Linked DNA regions of Sus scrofa: all the other regions are linked to region 1. Evidence: chromatin contacts called from public HiChIP or PLAC-seq data. All regions are on one chromosome and are shown on one strand. The core of a region is the stretch at or near the end of the contact, and the rest is flanking DNA. Distances in the headings are between cores, read along the strand shown.

Region 1 (2,677 bases), core at 65-2,564:
ACAATACAATATAATGTAACATATCACGTAGTTAAACTCGTTGTGGGTTCGTTTGCCCAACTCTCCTCGTACTTGCGGTGACATAAACCTCCTTAGTTCGAATTCCATAAACTCCGAGTTTGGGCTAATTGGACGATAGCTAAACTATTTGTGGGACTAAAGTATCCCGAGCCGTGGACTAGTGATGTCAGGTTGTGAGGCTACAGGCCCCCGGAGGAGAATAAACTCCTCAGACTCTCAGAGGGTCGTGTACGTGATGGCAGGAGAGTTTTCTATCCTTGGACTGAGCCTTCCAGCATCTTTTCTTCCTGGCACTTTTACTGAATGAGGTCGAGTGATGCCCTCCTGTGACAGATCCGTGGAGGGTGTTTCCCGAGGGGAGTGTGTGCTGCTTGTGTGTGCTGGGCCGGCCTCACGCCGCCCTCCCCGGACCACTGAGCTTTCCCCCAGAGACCAGAATTCAGAGAACTCCAAGGTGAACCGGGAATAAGAGGCCGTGTTCCTGGAGTGTCACCTTGAGCCTGCGGCCCTGGGGACGTGGTGGACTGGGAGGGGTTGTGTGGCCGGAAGGCCTTTGCTCAGGCAGGGGCGTCAGATCATATCCCCCGCCCCCACCCCATCCTCGGCGGGGAGGACCAGTCCCACAGCTGCTGCCCACGGGCGGGGAGGGACAGGTGACCGAAGTCACCCGAGGGGTCTGGGTGTCTGTGACCACACTGTGGCTTGTGCCAGGAACCTGGGGCCTGGCTCACTGTCCGTCTGCGTGACCCCAGCGGTTTCTTGCCTCTCCTAACCTGGGTCCGTGTGTGGACCCTCTTCGGAGCCGTGGGTGCTGGCCCGCTGGCACACGCGTTGTGGTGCAGCCTGGGTCCCTCCTGAAGCCCGTGTCTTCGGTTCTGAGCTCCGTCCCCACCTGCAGAGCCGAGGGGAACTAGCACTTGGAGTTGTAAATGATCGGATTCTGGGAGCACTGAGTTAATGCGCAGAAACGGGGCGAGACCAGAAGGAGAGGGGCCCTGGAGCTGCAGCTACGTGGGGCAGGTGGCCGCTGCCAAGTGGCTGGGTGGGGCCTGGCCTGTTCCCACGGTCTCGGGCTCCCTGCTAGGGCCGTGGCAGTGTCTGTCTGAGCAGCTGGCGCTGAAGGCAGGGGTGCGGGGCCTTGGCGCTGGGGCTGGGGAGAAGGGCTGAGCGGCGGTGACAAGCTGCAACTCCTGGTCACGAGCCAAGCCTCTGAGCTGGTCTGACTCAGCCGTCAAGCCGAGAACTGGACGTCCTGGCCGGCGGCCGGCTGATGTAACTCTGGGGCTATCGGATTAGAGGGTGAGGTCCCTGCAGGGCATGGCCCACATGGCCCTGCCGTCCAGTGCCGGCTGTCCTGCTGTCCTGGGGCTCCCTCTGCTCCCAGGTCTGGGGGTGGTGGACGAGCTGGATGGGGGATGTGTTTGGGGCCAAAAGCAGAGGCTGTTCTGGGGCCAGGGAAGCCGGCGTGGCGGGTTGATTTTGACAACTGTATATACGACCCATGATGCTGTTGGTAACCATCCGTAGAGCTGCCCCACGAATGAGCCCCGTGGATGAGCCTTTGACCTGCGTCCCTTCCTCTGACATTGCTTACTTGACTGTCACCAAATATTTAGCATCCTTCACCCTGAGCCCGGGGCTGACCCTGTTCTGTAGCGTGATTAGAGTAAATCATTAAAATAATTCAGAGTAGTTTTCACCCACCAGCTTTTGACCAAGGGGGCACATCGGGGGTGGGGTTCTTCAAACTGCTACTTTAGGAAAGACACTTTCTTTCTAGTTCCTTTCAAAACAATTATCTAGAGAGATGGTTTCAGCTGGTCCCCTTGGACTGACCAGTGGAATTTCCTGGCAGGTTTATTGAGAAGAGGATGAGAAGCAGAAAGCAGGGGGTTAAAGGCAGCCGGCTGAGGATAGCAGCTTCAGGGAGTGGGGGTGGGCAGGGCGGGAGGGCGGGCTGGCTGATGGGGGGATGTGACTGACGGTGCAGGAGGCCTGGCCACCCTGTCATGGAGGCCTCGACAGGAAACTTGCAGGCAGTGGGGGCAGCCCCTTCCCTTCTGGACGCATCAGGAAGCTCCCCATCCAGATGGCCTGGGTGCTGGGTGCACCTCGCCTGGGGCCATACGACTCCTGTGCCCTGGCCTTGGGGTCTCAGGGATGCCCTGACCCCTGCAGATGCCCACAGTATTTGAAGGGGCCAGAGGCAGGTTGTGCTGTGGGCTGATCATGTATGAGATGCAGGATGTGGAGGTGGTACCCACAGTTTCCTCCTTGTGGAAAGAGGCGGCCCATTGGGAATCCACTCTCCTCGGGAGCCTGTGAGTTCCTCCTGCGGGAGCTTTAGGCCAAGTACATGGTTAGAGGGCACCCAGCCCCTCAAAGGCTGCCTTGCTTCTGACAGTCACTCCAAGTTCAGGGCTTCCAGGGCCACTCTCGGGGCTGATGATCCCAGGGAGAGCACGCTCATGGTTACCGGGTGTTTGGGGGGCGATGCCCGGGAGGGGTCCAGGCTTGGGGCTCCTGGGTGTCCTCTCCTGGGAGGTCACAAGGGCAGACCCCTGCCCCCAAGCCCCAGTGTGTGACAGTAGGCACAGAGTGGGGTTCCTCGCTGCCAGGGAAGCAGACACAGACTCTGGCGCCGGGGTTTTACTGG
Region 2 (2,677 bases), core at 69-2,568, 430 kb before region 1:
GTCACACGGCCTCGCGGGTCCCCCCACAACACTGCAAAGGGAGAGCAGCCCTTCGTACAGACACGGAACTTCCAGCTTCCAGGGGCCAAGCGGCTGTTCCCCTCCATCTATTAAGGTTTATCCACGTGTCTCGTGTCTGTGTTTATATTTCTTTGTGTCCGAAAGGTCTTGTTAACATCCGATGGCATGTTCTTCTCCGTCGAGCGTGTTGGGGCTCAGGCACCACTCCCGTCATCCTAAATCTCCTCGTGCCACCGACCCCTCGCCGAGGGCCCGCGTCTGCCCCTCGGGGAGGAGCTGAGCTTGCATCCCCAGGCGGCAGAGGGGACCTCTCTCTGTGTCCGCGTTCCTTGTGTGTGTCGTGGGCATAACAGCGCCCGTCTGCAGCATCCTCTTAGTGACGCGCAGTTGCCGAGCTCGACCGGCCTTCGGGAGGCTTCCGAGACGGGGAGTGGCCGGGTCAGAGCGCTGCTAGAAACCGTCCAGACACTGTTGTTTGTTCTTCCTCGAGGAAGCGTACCTGGTTCCCGACCCCTGTAACCTGAGGAGTCAGAAAAAAAGAGATCTGCTTTAAAAAAATTATCCAGGCGTTCCCACCGTGGTGCAGTGGGTTAAGAATCTGGTGGTAGCAGCTCGGGTCGCTGCAGAGGTGCCCGCGGGGGTCAGTCCCCAGCCCTGCTCAGTGGATTAAGGATCTGGCTGTGGCATAGGTCGCAGCTGTCCCTCAGATTCAATATCCTGACCCAGAAACTTCCATAAGCCGTGGGTGCAGTCATTAAAAAAAAAAAAGCCCCATCAGATACCATTATATCGCTTCTTAGTTAAAAGGTCTTCTGGTGAATGGTTTTAAAAGTATTGCCTCAATTTAATAAAAATCATCTGGTGCCATTTCCCCCCTGTTTAGGCAAGTCTGGAATATTCCATCTTGCTAGGAGTTGCTCACTGTGTTCCGAGGGGATTCTCTTTCTAAAGCCTGAATAAGCATTCAGAGTCCAGGTTGTGGCCCTGCTGAAGGTGGAGGCCATACCGGAGCCCAGCCCGCATTTAGAGGGATGCCCATCAGTAATGGGACACTTTTAGAAAAATTTATTAAAAGCCAGGTTTTAAAGTCAAATCCATAATTTGGCGCCGGGAGCCCCAGGCTCATGGGAGAGCCCGCGTCTCTGCCCCGCCTGGTGAGAGTCACGTCTCACGTGGGTGAGGAAGCGATGAAGAGCGTGCCCCCCCAAAACCCGCCACAAGGGGTCCGTGTTTCCACAGCACAGCCGACGCCGCTGAAACTGGAGAGGCTAAGCTTCGCAGGGTTTCTGAGCCTGCCCAAACCCACAGCAGAAAAACGCGTCCCGAGGGGCTGAGCTCTGCTTGGGAGCAGCACTGGTTTGTGCTACAAATGTATTTTGAAGAAGGATTTTTGCAGCTGGTCGCCTTCTCCCGGGCTTTGTGTTCACGATTGTGGGATGAACAGCTCGTGGAAGATTTACAGGTGGAGTGGGGGGGGTCGCACAGGAAGCCCGCAGTCCGCGCAGCTTCCGCTCACTCTGTGGTCCCCTGAGCCTTTCTTATCCCAACGGCCAACGGATCCACACTTGTTTCACGGGGCCTCGTGTCGTGTACAGTTTGCTCTGGTACGATGTGGTCCCAGTAGTTGTTTAAAGGTTCTGTGATCTTCCAGGAAGAGGGGGAAGCGTGGCTTTTGTTTCTGTTTGCTTGGACGTGGAGGCTGGCTTTCTCAGAGCCCCAGCTTCCCCGGCTGTGCTGTGGACTTGCAGGCATCCCCCAAGGCTCCTGAGGGGTTAAGTGAGGCTGCACGGGCACCAGGCCCAGGGAGGCCCTGGAAGCTGCACCGGCTAAGCTGCCGCACTCTGCCCTGCGACTTGGTTACGGGTCGCCTCTTTTCCCTACTGTTATGAATAACGCGAGGGCCATCTCTGTCCCCGGAGCCTGTTTTCACTTGGGGGACTTTCCTTATAAAAGACACTTGCAAAGGTTTTAAAGAATCAGAGGGTGAGACGGTGTAATGGCTTTCCAGGCAGTTTATGTTACCCTGGTGTTTCCTTAAAGTGCACCCCCAGCAGCAGGTACCGGAGCTGATAAGCCCTCAATTCGCTCTTTCTTCCACACGCTGTAACTCCAGCGGCTCCGATGTGAACCTTCCATCAAACCGTGGAAGGTTCACAAACCCTAAGACGTCACTTAGAAAAATGATCCGCAGGTTCTCTGTACACCTGTTAGCCCGTGAAAAATAATTTTTGAAAGATTTCATGTGACTTATGCTCTCCAATGAGAATCTGGAAACTCTCAGGGGAAGGACTTGTTTTTATGTTATTTTGTATTTCGTTTTAAGATTTATTGGCGTAGAGTTGATTTACGAGGCTGTGACCATTTCTGCTGCACAACAGAGTGACCTGTCACACGTGCGCTCACGTCCACTCTCTCGCCGATTCTTTCCCCACGTGGGTGATCGCGGGATAGTGGGTAGAGTTCTCTGTGCTGGACAGCAGGTCCCCGTTGGCCAATCACTCCATATACCTCAGGAAGGCCTAGTTTTTAAAGCCGCGACAAATTTTTACCAAAGCACTGAAATCTTAGAATGGGAATAAACGGCTCTCACCAGAGCCTGGAGAGTTGACTGAAGTGCCTCTTGCCAACAGCTTGTTCTCAGAGTGAGAAGAGGAAA
Region 3 (2,677 bases), core at 81-2,580, 380 kb before region 1:
TTAGTTCCTAGAAAGTTCTAAATTTAGAGCTCGAAGAAGTGTTTCTAAAAGAAACTCCTTATGACATCTGTAACTCCTATTATTTGTTATATTAAGTCATTGACTTTCAACAATTTTATTAGCAAAAGAAAAGCATTTTCGTAGCACATTGAAAATGGACCCCCAAGGTGTGAACAGATCAGAGGGGGCAGCTCCGATGGATGGTCTGAGAAGCAGACAGGAGCGGGGTACCACCCCCACGCTTTCTGCGGCTCAGAATCCTCTTCAAAACGAAGTTGGAAAATATCACCCCAAACAACAGACAAGAGGTGATGGTGTTTAGGGCTTAGAGAAGCAAACGAAGTTGGTGGTTACTGGATCCGTGAGAGGTAACAGGTGGAAGCAACAAGAATGAGCTAAGAGTCAAGCCGGTGCACCTGGAAAAGACTCACCTGAAGAAAAGGTTCCTTGAACTTGACAGAGAGGTTCGGGGGCTTTAGCCACAGTTTCGGGCCCAGCATTTTAAAAAAAATAGCTGTGCCTCCCAGAAACAAATGGCAACTGCGCAGGTGTTTTCAAATCAGCCCAAGGATGGGACCTATGCACATAAGGTGTCAAGCACTAGAGAGCCTGGATTTGGTGCCTGGTGAGGTTGGATTTGGTGCTGAGTGTGGTTGGATTTGGTGCTGAATGAGCCTGAATTTGGTGCAGGGTGTGGTTGGATTTGGCACTGTGTGCGCTTGATTGGGTTTGGGGTGAGGATGGATTTGGTGCCAGGTGTGGTTTGGTTTGGTGCCAGGTTGCCTGCCTCTGGTGAGTGATGGTGATGTGTCTTCCTGTTGGAGGCAGACTCTCTGGGCTCGACCGTCTGAAGTATCCCTGTTGATTCCGTGCAGGTGTTGGACGGCAGGTACCACAAAAGCCTCCCAGGGGCGCGGCTCGGGGCCCCCCCCAGTTAGTGCTCCCCCCGCCCCCGCCCTACCCGCCTCCTGACACAGATGCAGCAGAGCCGCTGGGCTCCCCTGGGGACGGCGCTGCCTGCGAGGCCTCCGACCCGAGGCCCACACGTACGTGCTCTGTTGGGCGGCGCTCTGCGCCAGCCCTCCTCTCTCCCGTCTCTGGTGGCAGGACTGGTTTCCAGACTTTCCGCTCTTGTCTTTGGATGCATGCGCCTCTTGCTCTGGCTCAACGCGGCGTGTCCGGTTAACAGTGAATGCTCTCTGAGTGCCAGGCAGCTGCCTGTGAAAACCGATTTAACCCCCAAACCATTCCTGCTGTGGTCTAACCCATGAGCCACTTGTATCTCGGCTCCATTTCAGCCGAAACCGTACCATGTGGGTGGAGACATCAGCCAGGAGCAAACACTCCCCCGAGGAGAACTGTCCTCAGAACGCCTGGTGATGGTCACAGCCGGCTCGGTGCAGCGCAGCGATGACAGGTGGTGCTGGCTGCGCCGGTAAATCGTGGGCCAGCTCCGAACATACAGGACTTGGGATTAGAATCTTTGAACCATTAGTTCTGCAGAAGGGGAACAGCTTGATCTGAGCCTAGCAACAGCCAGAACTCAAGGCTCATTTGTTTCTATTTCTTGTCACACCCCGTCTGAGGTCAGGCTCCCTTCATTGGTTCTAGGGGTTCCTTTTGGATTTTAACTAGCACCGTGTATGGCACTCTGGTCTCCAGACAGGTAGCGGTTTTACATATTTAACTGTATGCGATATACATGCAGAGGACACCACCGTACGTCACGCCTGCCTGCATCTCCCCTTCGGATGCTGGGGCCGGGCAAGGATGCTGCCTTGTGAAGTGGGTACCACTCGGGGCGGCACTTTCCCAGCAGCGGGAAGTCACTCCCCGTCCAGCCCAGGGAGCGGCTGTGCCCACTGAGATACGCAGCCTTCTGGTGAGGAAGCTCACGCTTTTGGCCATCTGACCTTTCTCTGTCGTCTCGGGAAACGGCGACTCGCTCTGGGTCAAGAAGACAACTGTTGGACTGCGTGCCAGCTTTCTCTAGGCAGAATGATCCTGAGGCATTTTATCGTTTTCTTTCTTTCTTTTTTAAACAAAGACTTCTTTTCCATCCTTAAAATATGGTTGATCATCCCGATGCTGGACATGCTTCCAAATGCAAATGCACTTTATCAGGGATTCAAACACTGTGGATTAGACAGATAACAACGGAGGTCTAGACAACTCCGGAGCCATTTCACCTCCAGAGAGAGTGGGTTTTAAGCCCCACACGCCAAGGCAGTCAGCGTTCAGCGGCCACTCCTGTGGCTGTCGTCCCCGGCACAGATGCTCCTTCCTGGGGAACCAGCGGGAGAGGAAGGGCTGAGTGTGAAGGGTGGCCCTTGGCAGCGGGAGCTGCGGTGTCTGCGCAGGATGGGGAGCCAGCCCCTGCCCACCCACCCCCACCCCCCCGCCCCAGCCCTGCCTGGGAGACTTTCTGCATAGACAGCAAACCAAACGAGGCTCGCTTTCTTTGGCCTCCAGGCTCCCTTCGCTTCTCCTGCCCCAGCGCATCCTCTGCACGCCCTCATCTCCCCTGTGAATGTCCCGACTCACCTGCCATCCTTGTCGCCCCTCTGGTCCCTCACCGGTGCAGACCCTGCGGGGAGGGCGCAGAGGCACAGGGGACAGGGGCGGGCCCGTGAGTGTTACTCTGTCTGCACCGGGACCCGGGGGCTCAGCAGATCTT

What was found. HiChIP or PLAC-seq counts read pairs in DNA pulled down with a chosen protein or histone mark.
Region 2: a contact with region 1 is called in an H3K27ac HiChIP or PLAC-seq map of skeletal muscle, with 6 times the contacts expected there. The contact joins two enhancer-like sites. A contact is called at or near these places in 1 of 47 Hi-C or Micro-C datasets (heart right ventricle) and 1 of 2 datasets of contacts at active chromatin or transcription factors (skeletal muscle).
Region 3: a contact with region 1 is called in an H3K27ac HiChIP or PLAC-seq map of skeletal muscle, with 4 times the contacts expected there. The contact joins two enhancer-like sites. A contact is called at or near these places in 1 of 47 Hi-C or Micro-C datasets (embryonic fibroblasts) and 1 of 2 datasets of contacts at active chromatin or transcription factors (skeletal muscle).

Annotation. Positions count from the first base shown.
Region 1 is chr9:136,525,603-136,528,279 of Sscrofa11.1, reverse strand. The region is part of intron 7 of DDC (aromatic-L-amino-acid decarboxylase); the gene reads left to right. Among named protein-coding and RNA genes, the nearest start is that of FIGNL1, 39 kb to the right of the region's middle. Within about 2 kb of position 1,314, at least 29 of the 83 cell types and tissues checked have an H3K27ac peak or open chromatin away from gene starts, as enhancers often do. A contact at or near this core is called in skeletal muscle, where this site is marked.
Region 2 is chr9:136,956,417-136,959,093 of Sscrofa11.1, reverse strand. All of the region lies in intron 5 of COBL (protein cordon-bleu), which reads left to right. Among named protein-coding and RNA genes, the nearest start is that of COBL, 97 kb to the left of the region's middle. Within about 2 kb of position 1,318, at least 6 of the 83 cell types and tissues checked have an H3K27ac peak or open chromatin away from gene starts, as enhancers often do. A contact at or near this core is called in skeletal muscle, where this site is marked.
Region 3 is chr9:136,901,289-136,903,965 of Sscrofa11.1, reverse strand. COBL (protein cordon-bleu) reads left to right here. Exons shown (of 16, transcript XM_021063931.1): 8 at 876-1,046. Among named protein-coding and RNA genes, the nearest start is that of COBL, 150 kb to the left of the region's middle. Within about 2 kb of position 1,330, at least 1 of the 83 cell types and tissues checked has an H3K27ac peak or open chromatin away from gene starts, as enhancers often do. A contact at or near this core is called in skeletal muscle, where this site is marked.